Linked DNA regions of Xenopus laevis: region 2 is linked to region 1. A link is a contact called in public Hi-C data. All regions are on one chromosome and are shown on one strand. Each heading gives the region's core, a stretch centred on a gene start, on an enhancer-like site or on the middle of the called end of the contact. The rest is flanking DNA. Distances are from core to core; before and after follow the strand shown.

The links. Hi-C and Micro-C count contacts between places; a contact is called where the count stands out from the background.
Region 2: a Hi-C map of the XL177 cell line shows a contact between it and region 1, with 4 times the contacts expected there. The contact joins the enhancer-like site here to the promoter of slc1a2.L in region 1. A contact is called at or near these places in 2 of 4 Hi-C or Micro-C datasets (the XL177 cell line and the XTC cell line).

Annotation. Positions count from the first base shown.
Region 1 is chr4L:7,869,949-7,876,357 of Xenopus_laevis_v10.1, forward strand. slc1a2.L (excitatory amino acid transporter 2) reads left to right here and starts at 2,939. Exons shown (of 11, transcript XM_018257326.2): 1 at 2,939-3,605. The coding sequence starts at 3,589.
Region 2 is chr4L:8,039,246-8,046,513 of Xenopus_laevis_v10.1, forward strand. The region is part of intron 3 of pdhx.L (pyruvate dehydrogenase complex component X L homeolog); the gene reads right to left. Among protein-coding and RNA genes, the nearest start is that of pdhx.L, 14 kb to the right of the region's middle. Within about 2 kb of position 2,601, at least 1 of the 7 cell types and tissues checked has an H3K27ac peak or open chromatin away from gene starts, as enhancers often do.

The DNA of each region.
Region 1 (6,409 bases), core at 1,689-4,188:
GAAAATATCACCATAAAGTAATGGTGAATATTTTGGCTCTATAGAAAGAGAAACGAAGAAATTATTGTTGAAACCTGGAGATGTGACCAATGAATCACTGAAATGACCACAAGGTGTCAGTACGACCAAATATATGGATTTCCTTCTCATTATATGGCAGTAAATTGTCTCAATGATGTTCAAATGTAACAGTTTGTTTATTGATTCATTTTTTTGAAATTGCTTAAGAGGATCTCTATCCTTTTTATCGTCTCACCTATTGTTCTGCATATTCACCCCCTTCCCCTCTCCTCATGAGTAGCTGGTCTTATTGATGTTCCACTCTTAGACTCATTTTCTGCTTTGGCTTTTAGTGGAATTAGTTAATTACACACTGAATACAAATTCCAGAGATCTGAAATGCCCTTCTTCTAGAATCCTATGGAAATATTATAATCCATATCCAATATTCTGCAAAGTGCACCTTCTCTCGTGTGAGTAATTGCTGCCCATTATTACATATGAGACTATTATCCCACTGTTACTATAGGCACCATCTCTCCCTACTATACCTGCTATCCCACAGTCACACTCCCTTCCCAGAGACTATTATCCCACTGTTACTATAGACACCATCTCTCCCTACTATACCTGCTATCCCACAGTCACACTCCCTTCCCAGAGACTATTATCCACTGTTACTATAGACACCATCTCTCCCTACTATACCTGCTATCCCACAGTCACACTCCCTTCCCAGAGACTATTATCCACTGTTACTATAGGCACCATCTCTCCCTACTATACCTGCTATCCCACAGTCACACTCCCTTCCCAGAGACTATTATCCACTGTTACTATAGACACTATCTCTCCCTACTATACCTGCTATCCCACAGTCACACTCCCTTCCCAGAGACTATTATCCACTGTTACTATAGACACCATCTCTCCCTACTATACCTGCTATCCCACAGTCACACTCCCTTCCCAGAGACTATTATCCACTGTTACTATAGACACTATCTCTCCCTACTATACCTGCTATCACACAGTCACACTCCCTTCCCAGAGACTATTATCCCACTGTTACTATAGACACCATCTCTCCCTACTATACCTGCTATCCCACAGTCACACTCCCTTCCCAGAGACTATTATCCACTGTTACTATAGACACCATCTCTCCCTACTATACCTGCTATTCCACAGTCACACTCCCTTCCCAGAGACTATTATCCACTGTTACTATAGGCACCATCTCTCCCTACTATACCTGCTATCCCACAGTCACACTCTCTTCCCAGAGACTATTATCCACTGTTACTATAGACACTATCTCTCCCTACTATACCTGCTATCCCACAGTCACACTCCCTTCCCAGAGACTATTATCCACTGTTACTATAGACACCATCTCTCCCTACTATACCTGCTATCCCACAGTCACACTCCCTTCCCAGAGACTATTATCCACTGTTACTATAGACACCATCTCTCCCTACTATACCTGCTATCCCACAGTCACACTCCCTTCCCAGAGACTATTATCCCACTGTTACTATAGACACCATCTCTCCCTACTATACCTGCTATCCCACAGTCACACTCCCTTCCCAGAGACTATTATCCACTGTTACTATAGACACCATCTCTCCCTACTATACCTGCTATCCCACAGTCACACTCCCTTCCCAGAGACTATTATCCACTGTTACTATAGACACCATCTCTCCCTACTATACCTGCTATCCCACAGTCACACTCCCTTCCAGAGACTATTATCCACTGTTACTATAGACACCATCTCTCCCTACTATACCTGCTATCCCACAGTCACACTCCCTTCCAGAGACTATTATCCCACTGTTACTATAGACACCATCTCTCCCTACTATACCTGCTATCCCACAGTCACACTCCCTTCCCAGAGACTATTATCCACTGTTACTATAGACACCATCTCTCCCTACTATACCTGCTATCCCACAGTCACACTCCCTTCCCAGAGACTATTATCCACTGTTACTATAGACACCATCTCTCCCTACTATACCTGCTATCCCACAGTCACACTCCCTTCCCAGAGACTATTATCCACTGTTACTATAGACACCATCTCTCCCTACTATACCTGCTATCCCACAGTCACACTCCCTTCCCAGAGACTATTATCCCACTGTTACTATAGGCACCATCTCTCCCTACTATACCTGCTATCCCACAGCATTCACAGTTAAGGAATGTTCTGGGCACATAAGTTGCTATGCCGTCATGTATTGTCTAGGGAAAAATACAAACATACAGATAAGAAATATTATGGACACAATGAGCTAAACCCTCATTCTCTGATACAGTAAATCTAACTTTATGTATATTTTACTCCCTCCAGAATATGATAAAATGATAAAATGCTTAAAGGGTCAGTTATGTACAAAAACTATTTTTAAAAAGCTGTTTAAATGCTTAGAATCCATTGGTCCCTATAAACAGGCAACATAAGAATATAATACAAGTATGGGACCTGTTATATAGAATGCATGGGACCTGGGGTTTTCAGGATAAGGGTTGTTTATATAATTTGGATCCCCATACTATAAATCAACAAAAAAAATAATTTAAACATTTGATAAACCCAATTATTTTGCCTCCAATAAGGATTAATTTTATCTTAGTTGGGATCAAGTACAAGATACTGTTTTATTATTACACAGAAAAAGGAAATCATTGTTTAAAACTGGAATTCTTTTATTAAAATGAAGTCTATGGGAGATGGACTTCCCATAATTTGGGTTTCCGAATAACAGATCCCATACTTGTATAGTATATATATATATATATTTTGAATAGAAAGAGCAGAATAAAAAGGAATCATTTTTAACATCACCCCCTGTAAGGCCATAGGGCTCATCTGGTGAGGAAGAGGAGGAGGAGGAGGAGGAGGATGGGGGTTATTTTTCCAGGAGAACTTGCTGCTGCTGCAAATGATGTGATAACCTGTCATTTTATATGAAGTGTTCACCCTACGGTGCTGACAGCAGAGCTTCCCCGGCTCATTCTCTCTTTCTCTCCCCATCTCGGCGAATGCTCTTTAAAGAAGGCTGAGGGTTTAAAGAGGCAGAGCAACAACCCTGTGATGTCAGCTCTGCCTAAAATAGAGAGGGATAGAGTGCAAATCCACGGCTAGAATACTAAAACCCTTTCCAATCCCCTGCTCTAGCCGGCAGCAGGTCAGCGAGGAGCTCTGTGACAGGCAAGAAAGCAAGAAATCAAAGGGGGGAGACAAAAAAAAAAGGAAGTCCCAACCCCCCCCAAGAGTTCCACCTCCTTGTAGCTCTCACCAGGGTCTAGTCTCCACTAGAGGTGGCAGTGGAAACCTTCTAGTCATTTCAGGTCTGGATGCTGTGGACACATCAAACTTGAGGCAGTTGCAACGTTCCTTCTGGTTCTTTCCCTCGCCCCTTGGTCCTTTTTGGATTTTTTTGGGGAGTGGAAGTGTGTGGATTACAGGAGTACAGTTTATGCCACTGCTGAAGAAGCTTCCCAGGCATCTCTTTAACGGAGCCGCTCTATAGACCTTCTGGAGAAGACACAGCACCTTGGAGAACCATGGCATCAACAGACGGGTGAGAGTCTCAATGTTCCCTCTTGATGTTCTTCATAACCATTTCTGCCCCTCAAATGTATTAATGGCATGTGATATTTCATTCATTTCTCCATATATATATATATTAGTGAATTTGGTAAGATAATGCCAGGGTAGGTGCTCAAGGCTTTATTTACAGTGTACGTATAATTTATTCACATTCTCCCCCCTATGCCGTATAAATATAAAATCTTTATCAATGGTGAATATATCTTGACACCAAGTTCCCCGGGTTCCTCGTTGACGTCTTGTGGCATTGGGTCTTGCTCTCCCATTTGACGTCTGTCACTTTGCATCAGCTGTTTGTTTCTCCCTTGTAGGGGCTACCAAGACCACTTGAAAGGAAATCGTAACCCCCTCCCTCTTCCCCTCTTCTTCTCCTTTTATAAAGCCCCCTATTGTTGACATGGTTTCTTCTCCCTCCTACGGGGGGAAATCACGGCACAATAGATGTTGGTGCCTCCGTTGGATTCTAAGAAACCCAAACTGACTCCAACCCAAAAATCTAAGATTAGAGGTTTGTAAATTGAGAGATAAAAGCCCAGATTGTTGGGTATTAATAGGAGCACGTGCTCTCATTGTGTTATTACTCTCGGACTGTAGAGCGCGTCCAAAGGGTTTTTTCTTTTATTGGCTTATAAGAGCAGGGATGACTTCTGCTGGCGGATTGTCGTCAGTCTTATGGTCCCTGTAGGGTAACACAGATTGGTTCTGAATTAATTCTTCACTACCACGATTACATTGATTTAATTACTGCTTCTACCCCCTTTTAACAGACAGATTGAGCCGGTCCCTTGGGAAGGCAGTGGTATAGGGCCACAGATGATGTGCTTTTTAGCAGTCCTTTGTTAGAGTATTGGGTTGCAAATGTGCCGACTTAAATCCCGACCCGATGCCCTGCCTCATCGGTTTATTTATAAGGGAAGGGAAAGGGAAGCTACGGGGGTTACTACTTGTACAAACAGGGAGGGCATGTGGAATTTGTGACTTGATTCAGTTTGTTGCAGGACAACTCTGGAGTTCATCTTCTTCAAACTTAAATGAGGAAATAAGTTTAGTAGGAGACTCATCTTTTGTTGAGAGTGGTGGGTCCTATGGTAAAATACACCTTGCCATTCACATTTAAAAAAAAAACAATATTTAATCTTTGACCTTTTGGCTTTTGTAGAGGTACAACTACTAGTATCCCCCATCCACATCACCATATTTACCTATAGGCTGGTGATTCAACAGCAACAACTCAAGGGCCACAGGTTGAGCAACATTGGTTCTACTCTGACTAATTATCCCTACTGTAAATCCACACTCCCTTCCCAGAGACTATTATCCCACTGTTACTATAGACACCATCTCTCCCTACTATACCTGCTATCCCACAGTCACACTCCCTTCCCAGAGACTATTATCCACTGTTACTATAGGCACCATCTCTCCCTACTATACCTGCTATCCCACAGTCACACTCCCTTCCCAGAGACTATTATCCACTGTTACTATAGACACCATCTCTCCCTACTATACCTGCTATCCCACAGTCACACTCCCTTCCCAGAGACTATTATCCCACTGTTACTATAGACACCATCTCTCCCTACTATACCTGCTATCCCACAGTCACACTCCCTTCCCAGAGACTATTATCCACTGTTACTATAGGCACCATCTCTCCCTACTATACCTGCTATCCCACAGTCACACTCCCTTTCCAGAGACTATTATCCACTGTTACTATAGACACCATCTCTCCCTACTATACCTGCTATCCCACAGTCACACTCCCTTCCCAGAGACTATTATCCACTGTTACTATAGGCACCATCTCTCCCTACTATACCTGCTATCCCACAGTCACACTCCCTTCCCAGAGACTATTATCCACTGTTACTATAGACACCATCTCTCCCTACTATACCTGCTATCCCACAGTCACACTCCCTTCCCAGAGACTATTATCCACTGTTACTATAGACACCATCTCTCCCTACTATACCTGCTATCCCACAGTCACACTTTCTTCCCAGAGACTATTAACCACTGTTACTATAGGCACCATCTCTCCCTACTATACCTGCTATCCCACAGTCACACTCCCTTCCCAGAGACTATTATCCACTGTTACTATAGGCACCATCTCTCCCTACTATACCTGCTATACCACAGTCACACTCCCTTCCCAGAGACTATTATCCACTGTTACTATAGACACCATCTCTCCCTACTATACCTGCTATCCCACAGTCACACTCCCTTCCCAGAGACTATTATCCACTGTTACTATAGGCACCATCTCTCCCTACTATACCTGCTATCCCACAGTCACACTCCCTTCCCAGAGACTATTATCCACTGTTACTATAGACACCATCTCTCCCTACTATACCTGCTATCCCACAGTCACACTTTCTTCCCAGAGACTATTAACCACTGTTACTATAGGCACCATCTCTCCCTACTATACCTGCTATCCCACAGTCACACTCCCTTCCCAGAGACTATTAACCACTGTTACTATAGGCACCTTCTCTCCCTACTATACCTGCTATCCCACAGTCACACTCCCTTCCCAGAGATTATTATCCACTGTTACTATAGGCACCATCTCTCCCTACTATACCTGCTATCCCACAGTCACGCTCCCTTCCCAGAGACTATTATCCACTGTTACTATAGGCACCATCTCTCCCTACTATACCTGCTATCCCATAGTCACACTCCCTTCCCAGAGACTATTATCCACTGTTACTATAGACACCATTTCTCCCTACTATACCTGCTATCCCACAG
Region 2 (7,268 bases), core at 1,351-3,850, 170 kb after region 1:
CACTGCTGGTTCTGACTCCAGAAACAATGAAGCAAATGGATTAACAGATCAGAAGAAGAACAGACTTTCATACCTCCCAACATTTTAGAAGTAAAAAGAGGAGCAAAATTTTTTTCCGCACGTAGAGCAGTGAAATTTTTGACCACGCCCTTTCTGTGGCCACACCCTCTAATTACCATGTTCATTTTACAAAATTTGGTAGGTTATGAAAGTTTGAAACTATTTCTCCTTATCTAAAATGTTTTTTTTTTGTGTCTCAAAATTGTTACAAAGTATCTTATTTGCACCTGTTAGCTGTTCTGGGCTCTCTGCTAAAAGCCAATTAAGTTACAAACGTTGTTTCTTTTTGTGGCTGTTCAGTGCATAGAAAATAGGGACTTTCCAGTACAAATGAGGGACTGCCGGTTGAGCTGTCAAAAGAGGGACTGTCCCTCCGAAAAAGGGACAGTTGGGAGGAATAGACTTTTCAAGAGGCAGAGCCAGAGAAAAGGATACGGAAATGCTGCTTTCAATACGAATTACATTTACAAATAAATAACTTTAAATCCAATGCAAATGTGTAATTAATATATACAGAGAAGTTCATTAGTTATCGTTTTCCTTCATTATGCAGAAGCAGTTATTGGACAGAGACCCCTTGTAATGCAGTCACTTGATAACCCAGTGTCATTTTTAGATTAGGGATGCACCGAATCCAGCATTCGGTTCGGGATTCGGCCTTTTTCAGCAGGATTCGGCCGAATACTTCGGCCCGGCCGGAACCAAATCGGAAACCTAATTTGCATATCCAAATTATGGGAGGGGAGAGGGAAATTGCGTGACTTTGTCACAAAACAAGGAAGTATAAAATGTTTTTTCCTTCCCGTCCCTAAATTAAGATTCAGATCAGTCGAATCCTTCGTGAAGGATTCGGGGGTTCGGCCGAATCCAAAATAGTGGATTCGGTGCATCCTTAATTTAGATTGCAAGCTGCACGGGCTAGGAAATTAGAGCTCCTGATTAACCGGTACAGATCTGCATGCAACAACAATAAATATTATAAGGCAATATGGGACTCCATAAAAGCAGCATAGGGAAGAGTACTTAATGCAGAACACAGGCTAATGAAATGAAAAGAAATGCATTCTGAGCTAAACTGCAAAGCGGAGAGACAGGCATATAAATAAAAGGAACATTTGGCTCGTTCAGAATGCAAATTGCTAGAGAAGCATACAATGCACATCAACATTCTGTATGTCAGTCTGGAGGCAACTGGCACGAGTCGTGAGCACAGAAAGGCCAAGTCAGGTTGGTCGTGTTCTTCTCAAAGGAGAAATCTGCTGGAACTAATTTGTTATTCAGGGTGAAATCCACATAAATGGTCTAAAACATTTTCCTTAATATATCTATATACCTTAGATACATATAAAAGTACGGGGCTTATTCAATATATAGAGAATCATAGGGACCTTAGATTGTAAGCTCCGTTAGGAGAAGGGACTGATGGGAATGTGATAGGGAGCTTAGATTGTAAACTCACTGGGGCAGGGGCTGATGGGAATATGATAGGGACCTTAGATTGTAAGCTGACTGGGGCAGGGGCTGATAGGAATGTGATAGGAACCTTAGATGTTAAGCTCCGCTGGAGAAGGGACTGATGGGAATTTGATAGGGACATTAGATTGTAAACTCACTGGGGCAGGGGCTGATGGGAATATGATAGGGACCTTAGATTGTAAGCTGACTGGGGCAGGGGCTGATAGGAATGTGATAGGAACCTTAGATGTTAAGCTCCGCTGGAGAAGGGACTGATGGGAATTTGATAGGGACATTAGATTGTAAATTCACTGGGGCAGGGGCTGATGGGAATGTGATATGGAGCTTAGATTGTAAGGTGATTGGGGCAGGGACTGATAGGAATGTGATAGGAACCTTAGATGTTAAGATCCGTTGGAGAAGGGACTGATGGGAATTTGATAGGGACCTTAGATTGTAAGTTCACTGGGGCAGGGGCTGATGGGAATGTGATATGGAGCTTAGATTGTAAGCTGACTGGGGCAGGGACTAATAGGAATGTGATAGGAACCTTAGATTATAAAATAAACTGGGGTAGGAGCTGATGGGTATGTGATAGGGACTTTAGATTGTAAGCTTTGTTGGGGCAGGGACTAATAGGAATGTGATAGGGACCTTAGATTGTAAGCTCCACTGGGGCAAGGACAGTTGGGAATGATGTGCAGCAGTTTCTCCTAAATGGTACATTGACTGGGAAATCTGGAGGGGACACACAAATTAACAAATAAACAATTGCAGTCTGTGTACATAAGAGGAGCGGGTTTTTAAGAGCAGCTTAATGGCTTCATCATGAGATGTAAACAGAATAAAACGAGTCTGTGGGCACAGAGGGTTATACTGTTTTTAGACCCATGTGGGTCATTACGGGTTAGATACGCACGAATATCAAGCCTGCTGTTATAGAGGCAACAGTAACCATGTGTTGTTAGCAGTTGTGCCCAGCCCAAAGGCCCCCTGAAAGCACCACGGGGGTTATAAACGATAGCCGAGATGTTTCACTAGAATTACTCGCGAGGTCTCAGATGCTGAAAGCCAAAAATGTGTTGGCCCCATAGCTAAGAACAGGGGGCAGCGAAGGCAACTACAGCAAGAAGCAAATAAAACAGATAGGAGCACAGGGTAGAACTTTGTGTAGCTGAAGAAAGAAGGAGGTGGGTTATCCGAAGGGTTAATTGTTCGGCTTAAAGGGGGTGTATTACCCCATCTCAGCCCAGTTAATCAGCAAGGGGGACACAGTAGACAGAGGGGATCTCCACGCTGGTTCTTGCCCTTGTATACCAGTTGTTTGTCTGTTCTATACAGAGATATTTTAGGGTACACCATATAATCTAGGCAGTGTCAGAATGGGGTTGCTGGTGACCGCGGGGGGGGGGGGACCACCACGATTTATCCCGGCACCTCCTGGGAAATGTAAAATTGGGGTTCTACTGTAGGTGTAACCAAAAGATCAGCACGAGGGTCATTTAGGGTGAGAATCTGAAGCAAACACGTATGTGCTGTCCTACGTGTTCTTGCAAATATGGCGGATATAGACATGTATATATGTCTTTTGTCTTGTTATGAGCTAAGAGGAGTCCTGGTCAAATGCAGAACCTCAAAAGGGGAGTCTGAACTAAAAGAAGTCTGAAATCATCTGGTCTATGTTATAATCATCTATTTATGTACAGTAACTATCTATGTCAGAAAATGGAATTCCCAGGATCCAGTTAGGATGGAATATGTTTCCTACTTAAAGGAGAAGGGAAGCTACGGAGGCATTTTTAGCCAATAGATTAGTGCAAGAATGTTATATTTATTCTGTAGATTGTTTTACCATACCTGATTAAACAGCTCTAGAAGCTCTCTGTTTGTGTAGGATAGCAGCTGCCATATTAGCTTTGAGAGACATCACTTCCTGCCTGATTCTCTCCCTGCTCACTCATAGCTCTGGGCTCAGATTACAGCAGGGGGGGGGAGGAGCAAACTGAGCATGCTCAAACCCTAGCCCTGGAGGTTTAAGCTGAAAACAGGAAGTCTGATACAGAAGCCCATGAGTACACAATAGAAGGAAAGAAATGTGCTGTTTCTTTTGACAGAGGACTACGAGCAGCATTACTTTGAGGGGTTACTGGTGTATTTATATAGACCTTTCTGATAAAGCTTACTTAGTTTTAGCCTTCCCTTCTCCTTTAAAAGGGTTGTTCACCTTTAAATAAACTTTTAGTATGACGTAGAGAGTAATATTCTCATTTCTCAATTTGCAATTGGTTTTCATTTTTTATTATTGGTGTTTTTTTTTTAGTAATTTAGCTTTTTATTCAGCAGTTTGCAGTTTTAGCCATCTGGCTGCTGGGGTCCAAATTCCCCTAGCAACCATGCATGGATTTGAATAAGAGACTGGAATATGAATAGGAGAGGCCTAAATAGAAAGAGGAGTAATAAAAAGTAGCAATAACAATACATTTGTAGCTTTACAGAGCATTTGTTTTGTTTTTTTAGATGGGGTCAGTGACCCCCATTTGAAAGAAGCCAAAAAATATAAATAATAAAGGCCAATTGAAAAGTTTAGAATAAGCCATTTTTAAGCATACTAAAAGTTACTTTAAAGGAGAACCACCCTTTTAAAGCTGGAAGCAGTTACCCAAGATTTTGTCTGCCAATGGGATTTTGAGCATTAAAGCATCAGAGTCTGGCCTGCCCCAGAGTAAAGGGTTAACAAATGGACTCCTGCTCTGTTCTTTCTGGCTGCAGCTACCAATCCTTAGGGATATAAATCTCACTATTAACATCAGCCTGAGCTCTAAATATTTCAGAAGTCAGAATATGCATCTGGCCCCTGAGCTAGTCCCAAGAGCTGTCGCTTGTGAAGAAAATCCTAATGACATTCCAAAGAAAGGACACAGGGGGTCACACAGTGTAAAAAGGACAGAGACTAAAGAAAATCTATATCGAATTTCGTTGCAAGCCGGCTCCAGAAATAACATTTATGGCTTTCCCACTGGGAGAAGTATGGCTCCCATAGACTCCATTTTATCCAAATAATCCAAATTTTTAAAAATGATTTCCTTTTTCTCTGTAGTAATAAAACAGTACCTTGTTCTTGATCCCAACTAAGATATGATGTTATAAAACGACCAATTCTAAGCAATTTTTCAATTGGTTTTCATTATTTATTTTTTATAGTTTTATAGTTATTTGTCTTTTTCTTCTGATTGTTTGCAGCTTTCAAATGGGGGTCACGGACCCCTTCTAAAAAAAACCACAAATGTTCTGTAAGGCTACAAATGTATTGTTTTATTACTAATCCTTCTATTCAGGCCCCTCTCCTATTCATATTCCAGTCTCTTATTCAAATCAATGCATGGTTGCTAGGGTAATTTGGGCCCTAGTTACCAGACTGATTAAAATGCAAACTGAAGAGCTGCTGTATAAAAAGCTAAATAACTCAAAAACCTTCAATAATAAAAAATGAAAACCAATAGCAAATTATCTCAGTATATCACTCTCTACATCAGAATAAAAGTTGTCTCAAAGGTGAACAACCCCTTTAAAAAAAATAAAATTCAAATTCGAATCAATTTTTTTTTTGGGTGAAAAACTGTAAATTGATTGTAGGAGGTCCCCTATAGGCTAAAACACCAATTCGGCAGGATGCCGAATCGGAATTCTTAAAGGGACAGTAGATGATAAATTTCAAATTTTTCTTAAATTGTAATCGATTTTGGACTATTCCCTAGTCAAATTACAATTTAAATTTAAAAATTAGAATTTTCAAATTGACCCTTTATAAATCTGCCCCTACAAGATAACACAATGGTGAACAATCCCTTTAAGACTACTAAAAACCATCATTTAAGAATATTAGACCTATCTGCTTATAATGGACGCTTTGTCTCAAGTAATTCAGAGCTTTCTGGATAATGGATTTCCAGATAAGGGATGCATGACAGGCCCTGGGTTAAAATGACTTATGCAGGGTACTGGTTGGCAGACTCTACTTGCGTCCCTGTTTAACAGAATCACCAACTGAAACGAGTGGAAAAATAATAGAAAATCTATTTATAAATATTTATTGGAAGAAGCCTTTTTTACAACCCATTCCAGGTTTCGTATTGGCACAAAACAGATGGTAAAGTAGAATTGTTTATGGAGCATCACCATCCCACTCTGCATTTCAATTGAATATACACAGGTGGGAGCTGCCTGGGGTGTTACCAATGCGTTCATCATGTTTTATCAAAGAGTTATTTTTGCCTTTTCCAGATACAGGACACAAGGATCCGCTGGGATTAAATCGTGCAGAGCCACTAGGGCTGCAGCTGTCAATTATTTTCGCATTCTTGAAAAGAATTCAGCATTTCAGGTACTAAATAAATCTGGACACAGTGTATTCCAGCTCTCTCACTAAACCAGACCCAGAGTAATGTAAAGAGCTGCAAATGGGCTCCTACTTCACATACAATCTAAATAACCTGTGAATTATCTCCTTATAATACACAAAGGTCACATTATCCCCATTATGTACCCACATTATAGGGGGTACATTATTCCTTATAATACATGAGTGATACTCAGAGTTCCCTGTATAACTCAGCCTGCAGCCTTGTGCCTTTATATGGTCACAGAACAACCCCTCAGTGACTTCTAATATCCTTATCATTTACAGTAGGGGGTACATTATCCCTTATAATACATGAGTGATACTCAGAGTTCCCTGTATAACTCAGCCTGCAACCTTGTGCCTTTATATGGTCACAGAACAACCCCTCAGTGACTTCTAATATCCTTATCATTTACAGTAGGGGGTACATTATCCCTTATAATACATGAGTGATACTCAGAGTTCCCTGTATAACTCAGCCTGCAGCCTTGTGCCTTTATATGGTCACAGAACAACCCCTCAGTGACTTCTAATATCCTTATCATTTACAGTAGGGGGTACATTATCCCTTATAATACATGAGTGATACTCAGAGTTCCCTGTATAACTCAGCCTGCAGCCTTGTGCCTTTATATGGTCACAGAACAACCCCTCAGTGACTTCTAATATCCTTATCATTTACAGTAGGGGGTACATTATCCCTTATAATACATGAGTGATACTCAGAGTTCCCTGTATAACTCAGCCTGCAGCCTTGTGCCTTTATATGGTCACAGAACAACCCCTCAGTGACTTCTAATATCCTTATCATTTACAGTAGGGGGTACATTATCCCTTATAATACATGAGTGATACTCAGAGTTCCCTATATAACCCATGTATGTATATATATGTGTATATATATATATATATATATATATATATATATATATAATGGCTCTATTGATATGATAAGCCACACAATAAGAACGATTTCCTATCTCTGCTGTTATCTATAAGCCAAAGCAATTGCAGCTATAAATGGCCTCTATAAATAGCCCTCCTGAGCACAAGAGAAACCCCCCCCCCCCCATCAGATGTAGATGAGCGGAGTTATTTTAGAAGGGTCTGCCAGGCATTTCGTGCTGCCAGCAGTCCTCAGCTTACTGGTGTGTGTAATAAAATCTAGACAAGGAATGAAAGATGCTTTTCTAAGTAAAAAGCGCCAGCGAAGGGGCCGCAGGCCACTGTGATTCTTTCCATCAGGAGTGTGATGATGATGGCACAGGAACAAAGAGGAGAATCCCAGAAAAAGCCAGTTCTGAAACGGCTGAATTTGTAGACACGATGCGGTCACATGGCCCTAATTATTGTA